Linked DNA regions of Sus scrofa: region 2 is linked to region 1. The links are chromatin contacts, called in public HiChIP or PLAC-seq maps. All regions are on one chromosome and are shown on one strand. The core of a region is the stretch at or near the end of the contact, and the rest is flanking DNA. Distances in the headings are between cores, read along the strand shown.

The links. HiChIP or PLAC-seq counts read pairs in DNA pulled down with a chosen protein or histone mark.
Region 2: an H3K27ac HiChIP or PLAC-seq map of alveolar macrophages shows a contact between it and region 1. The contact joins the promoter of VCAN here to the promoter of ATP6AP1L in region 1. A contact is called at or near these places in 1 of 5 promoter capture datasets (fetal skeletal muscle) and 1 of 2 datasets of contacts at active chromatin or transcription factors (alveolar macrophages).

Annotation. Positions count from the first base shown.
Region 1 is chr2:90,679,536-90,682,516 of Sscrofa11.1, reverse strand. ATP6AP1L (V-type proton ATPase subunit S1-like protein) reads right to left here and starts at 1,535. Exons shown (of 11, transcript XR_002341797.1): 1 at 1,463-1,535. RPS23 (ribosomal protein S23) reads left to right here and starts at 1,836. Exons shown (of 4, transcript NM_213764.1): 1 at 1,836-1,846; 2 at 2,289-2,448. The coding sequence starts at 1,843.
Region 2 is chr2:91,698,340-91,701,320 of Sscrofa11.1, reverse strand. It overlaps VCAN (versican), which reads right to left and starts at 1,538. Exons shown (of 15, transcript NM_001206429.1): 1 at 1,313-1,538.

The sequences.
Region 1 (2,981 bases), core at 286-2,785:
TTCAATGCGGTCTATTCACAGATGACTCTACTGAACGCCACACCCATGTATCAACTGCCCACCTCACATAGCTACCTGGATGTCTCACAAGCATCTCAAACTTAACACACTTAACAGCACCCTTGATAGCCCCTTCTAAATTCTGCTCCTTTCCCAGTATTTCCCGCTCAATAAATAACACAAGTTATCCAATCTGAGCAGGATGAAGATCATAATTAACTTCTCTTTCACATCCTACGTTTCTGAGTAAATCCTGTTGGCTCTACCATCAAACTACATCCAATTCAACATTTCTTACCACCTTGGACTGAGTCCAAGCCATCATCACCTCTCAAGTGAACTATCAAAACACCCTCCCAACTGGACTCAAAGATTCATCTCTTCGTTTTTTCCTCCTCACAAAAGCCAGAGTGAGCCTAGAAAAATATAAATCCTATCTTGTTACTCCCCAGCTGAAAACTTTCCAAAGTTTTCAAACTTTTCAAAATCACAGGATGAGTAAACAAAGTCATGGTCTACATGGTTTACCATGGTCTACAGGCTCCATGTCTCTAGGCACCCCTCAGACCTCATCTAATGCCACACTACTCCTCATGCAGCTCCTCCACCCCTATCCTTCAGTTCAGCCCATGCTACTTATGAGAACACCTCTTCTTGGAAGGCTTTACCCATATGCTTGTCTGAATGGCTCCCTCTCTTTAGGATCTCAGCTCAAATATAAACTCTCCAGAGACACCTTCTTTTTAAAAAAAAATATTTGTATTTTTTCCATTATAGCTGGATTACAATGTTCGGTCAATTTTCTACTCTACAGCAAAGTGACCCAGTCACACATATATACATTCTTTTTCTCACATTATCCGCCATCATGTTCCATCATTAAGTGACTAAATACAGATCTCAGCGCTCTACAGCAAAATACTTCCTAACGCCACCCTATCCAGAGTAGCCACCCCCCACTCCAAGTCACTAACACCAAACCAACTGTGTTTTCTCAGGAGCTTGTCATACTTAAAATTATCTTTTGACGTTTAAATACTTTTATTTTCTACTTTCTCGTACCTAAAATATAGATTTTTATAAAAACAGAAACCTTCACTCTCGAAAATTGTATCCCCTGTTGCAGCCCTAGTGCCTAGAACAGAGCCCAGAACAGGGAAGACATTTTTAAAAAGTAATTATGAAATGAACTAACATCCCAGAAAACTTATCTATTTAATTTTCCAGGAGAAACTGGGGTTTAAAGAATTAAATGAATCACCCAAGGTCGCACAGTCAAAGTAGCAGCTTTGGAATTTAAGGCGCGATCTCGCATTAAAGCGTGGGTCTATATACAGTACGGCATGTTGCTTTACTAAAGTTTTTTTCAATGTACTGTGTTTCTTGTCAGTAGCAGTTAAGGCTCCGAAGTCTAATTTTACACAACATAAACACAATGCCCCACTCCACCACACGTACACACAGGAGCAAGATTTCTTCTTCCGACTTCAGCTCCACTGAACCTGCAGCGGGGGGGTTTGCCCAGAGCGCCTGCGCTGTGGGAAGGGCTTGGGCAAAGGCTTCTGGGATTGGTAGTCCTCGTCCCTTCTGCCCGCCGCATTCTCGTTAAAAAGAAATAAACCACGGTGAAAATTGGATACATCTGAATTGCACACAAATTAAATAAGACGCAGATTCTGGAAAGTGGTGCAGGCTTGTAGATTTCTACCGAGAGGCGGCTACCGGACCAGGCTCTGCGCAGACAGCCGCAGGGTCCTCGGATGGGCGGGGCTTGATCGCGGGGGTTTGTGGTTCCTTCCTGTCTTACTTCTCTCTTTTGCTCAGGCCCGTGGCGCCGGCAGGATGGGTGAGCTGTCGGGGGCTGTGCTGAGGGCGGCCGCACGTGGAACTTAGGGTTTCGGGAGGACAAGTGGGCAGATAGGAGCAGAGGGGTGAGGGAGAGCCACGGGGACGACCGATGATGAGAGCCGGGGTAGCGCGACTGCCGCTGGCACATGGCCCGGCGGGAACGGGCCCATGCGGCGCGGAGGCCGCGGAGCCAGAATCGCTGAGGGACGCAGGGGGCCCGCCGCCGCTTCCCCTGAGAATTGCCGAGGGTTCTCATTCTTTGGGGAAAGCAGAGCCGTTGGAGCGCTTGTGTCCCTGGTCCAAGGGGGACCTTGAGGCTCGGGCCATGAGCGTGATGTCAGAGTCTATCGGTCTGTAGTCAAGGTGAGACTAGGATCTGAAAAGATGTAAAATGTGATTAGGTGTATATTGTGCAGAACTAAGGTGATTTCGATTTTTAGGCAAGTGTCGCGGTCTTCGTACTGCCAGGAAGCTCCGTAGCCACCGACGGGACCAGAAGTGGCACGATAAACAGTACAAGAAAGCCCATTTGGGCACAGCCCTGAAGGCCAACCCTTTCGGAGGCGCTTCTCATGCCAAGGGAATTGTGCTTGAAAAAGTGTAAGTACATTGTTGCGTCCTTCAGGATTTGAGTAGGGTAACTCGAGAAAAATGCCCTTAAGGTTGGCTGTAAACCCTTGGTCTTTATGTAGCCGCAGTTGTTGGAAAGTTAAATAACCTCCAGAGGTTTCCAAACTTTAACATTGTTTCGAAGGAATTGTGGCATTGGAGTGGAAAAAGTAACAGTAATGAAATAATGGACATTAAAAGAGCGTATATGTGTGGAAACTGTTCTAAGAAAGTCGCACCCATCAACTATTTCATCTTTGCAGTCAATCACGTCTTTGCTCTTGAGAAAACAAATGTAGAGTATGCTGCATCTATTTACCAGTACTCAATTGTTTTTTGATTTTATAAAATGGCAATTGTAATTTTGTGGGTGTCTCAAGTTTAGTGGCAGTGAGGATCTGAATCCAGGCTTTATAGCTCTAGTTCTTCCTTCATATTTTACAGCTATAAAGAGGCCAGAAGTTTCTCCCATTGGTCTCATTAAACTAAGACTGAGAAAAGCTTGGTGGAAATTTAGCAATTTA
Region 2 (2,981 bases), core at 289-2,788, 1.0 Mb before region 1:
TCTGGGGGCGCATCTGGATCCGAGAGCAAATAGTTTAAGCTATGACACTATTTGCCTTCCTTGCTCTCCGCTGCCTAACACATTGACCGCTCCACGCCCAGTGACACAGACAGCGAGCCGGGACAACTCAGATGCTTCCCAGCCCGCACGCACCAGGGATGCCGCCCGGCGGCGCCCACGCCTCTGCAGGGCGGTGGGGCGCTCCAGCCCAGGGCGTCCCCCGGAGCTACCCGCACTCGCTCTCCGCAGCCGCAAGACCCGCCTGTAAAGTTGCTCAACTAGGGCTAAGAGCTGTGAGGGGGTGGGAAAATGGAAGGAATACGAGGAGTGTTATAGTCCGGGCGAGAGGACTGGTCCTAGAGGCCCCATATTCGGGTCCCCGCGCCACCTTTGTCTGAAGAGCGCTCTGAGCACTGGTTTGCTCGTTGAGAGGGGAGCTAAAGCCTTCACCTCGCTCTTCAGGATGAGATAAAATTCTTGCACATCCCTGTTGGTAAGGGGTAAGCTTTTCCCGCCCTGGCGCCTTAACAGACCTCCGCGGCGCTCCAACAACCCCACCCCCCATTCCCTGCTCCCTCCTGGACGGCTCTGGCGCACCGCGCGCTGGACAAAAGAACCTAGGGGGCACGAGACAGAGCCTTGACAGCCCCAAAGTCGCCAAAGAGATACGGACCGGGGACCCTGCACCTCCCTCGACCAGACCTCCTCCCAGATCGCCTGCGGGCTGAAGGGGTCACGTCCGCGCAGGTCCTGCATCGCCCTGTCAGGAGCTGCCCAGGAGCAGCTTTCCAGGAACGCCGGGCACTGACCACACACCAGGGGCCGGGAACCAGGTGGCCTCGGAGACTTGTACGTGGAAAGTCTCGGGAGTCCCCATTCAAACTTTTGCCTCAAGCAGATTAACAACAACAAATAAAAGATCAAGGTGCCACGGGTCCCTCCCTCCTCTCGAGACCCCACGACGTTTCTAGGGGTTCTCTGCATTCCCTTCCCTCCCTTCCCCCAATTCCATTAGTCCTTCTACCCCCACCCCACCCCGGGCTTCTTTTGTCTGGATCTTTTTCAGCACGAAGGTCCCTCCTGTATTCCTTATTCCTCTCTCCAAACGTCCTTTTAAAAGTTACCTGCATTTTTTAAAGTGCATATATTTTCTTAACTTCTCTGCAGAGCTAGTTCTCTTTGCCTTAATTAAAGCCTTCTACCAATTACAATGTACTTCTTTTTTCTAAACTCGATTTTTTGTTCTTTAAGTTTCTCTCTCTCTCTCCCTCCCTCTCTCTTTTTAAAGGGGGAACAAAAGAAACGTGATTACCTTGAAAGGCGGCTTATGGCAGTTTGGGGGGAAAATTCACCTCAGCGCTGCACGAATGGGCTCGGCGTTGCTGGGGCGGGTCACATAGGAAGCGCGGTGGCCCGGGGAAGGGTGCGGAGGGTGCGGGATGGTGCTGGAGGATGCGGGGCTGACCGCAGATCCCGGTCCCTGCTCCTGTCCACAGCACCTAATGTTCACGGCTGTTGCGCCCGCTCGCCTGGAGTTCTTTCCCAGAAAGGCTCGGGGCAGCTCGCCTGCAAGTTCAAATGCGGGTTGTGACACCCATCATCATTATATCACTGTACCGTCAGCACCGAGGAGGAGACTCAGCGAGGAGGAGGAGGAGGAAGGAGGAGGAGGGTTCATTCACCGGCTCCTGAAGCGCTCCGCAGCTTCAGCCACTCCTAAAAGCCCAGGCTTGGAGAGCAGGCAGAGGGGCGGAAAGGCAGCTCCCCGCGCCTGCAGTAGGGACCGCCTGCCTCCCTCCCCAGGCACTCCCACCTCTCTGCGTTTCTTCCTGACAAGAAGTACCAATCGGCTTGGGGACAGCAGCACTCCCCATTCAGCGACTTACTAAGTAACATCGTGCTGTGCGCCAGGAAACCACTGCCTTCCACCCCTCCCCACCCCCATTTCCCCGCCCCCCGTGCTGCTAGTTCTGGGTTAGGGGAAAGGAGCCCCTGGGCTCTGGTGGGGCAAGCCAGCACTAGACAATTGAGTACCATCAGCTCTTCTTGGGAGCAAACGAAACTCTGTAAAATCAGCGAAGAACTTGGTTACAGAGTGCCTATTCGGCCACCGAGCCTGCCTGTCCCATCTCAGGGAAGTGTCAGTCTTCTGGCTTCTGCCAATCTGAAAGAGACACTTAGAAAACGAGATCCTTCTGAGACGTAGAGGGAAAGTGTAGGAATCCCCCACTGCCTTCGCCAGGAGCTGCCCAATGGGGAGCCCAACGTCACTGAGCAATCTACAAAGACCCTGGGAATAAAGGGCTGGACAGGAAATTCCCCGAAGCAAATCCCTTGTAGGATTCAAACAGATTCTCTTTCTTTACCACAAACCTACAGGAGTCTAGATTCTGCTTTCTCTGCTCTTTTTCTCCCTTCAGTCTTTCTAAGTGTCCCCTATGGTAGAATATTTAATTTTTTTTCCCTGAATAACAGAGATTCCTTGAATGTATCAAACATCTTCCTTGTGGTCAGGAAATGGGACCATACTCTTTCACGAGTTTATGTGATTTTTGTTTTCAGCCAGGCCCACCCAACTATGTAAACAACATCAGCACTTGGAAGAGTCCCCTGCATTGTGTTACAAAAGATTTCCAATGGGACCTTACAGAGCAGGGGTCAACCAGTTGACACAAAGGATTTCAGCCCCTTAGAAAAGAGAGACTTTGTATCTTCCTTTTCTTTGAAGTCAAGTATGAGTTTATACAATGGGAACAAAATAAATCCAAGGTGCACATTAATTTGACACTGGGGATATTGGAAGGAAGAGCAAATTTTCTTTCGATACAAATATGGAAGTATTCCAAATATGGAAAATGAGATAATTCTTCTCTCTGAAGTCCCTACTTATAAAATTATATCAAACACAACACATCACAGCAGTGATGATTAAAGGATAAATTCCATTTTCACCCTGAATTTCTTTGAGTCAGTTGGCTTAA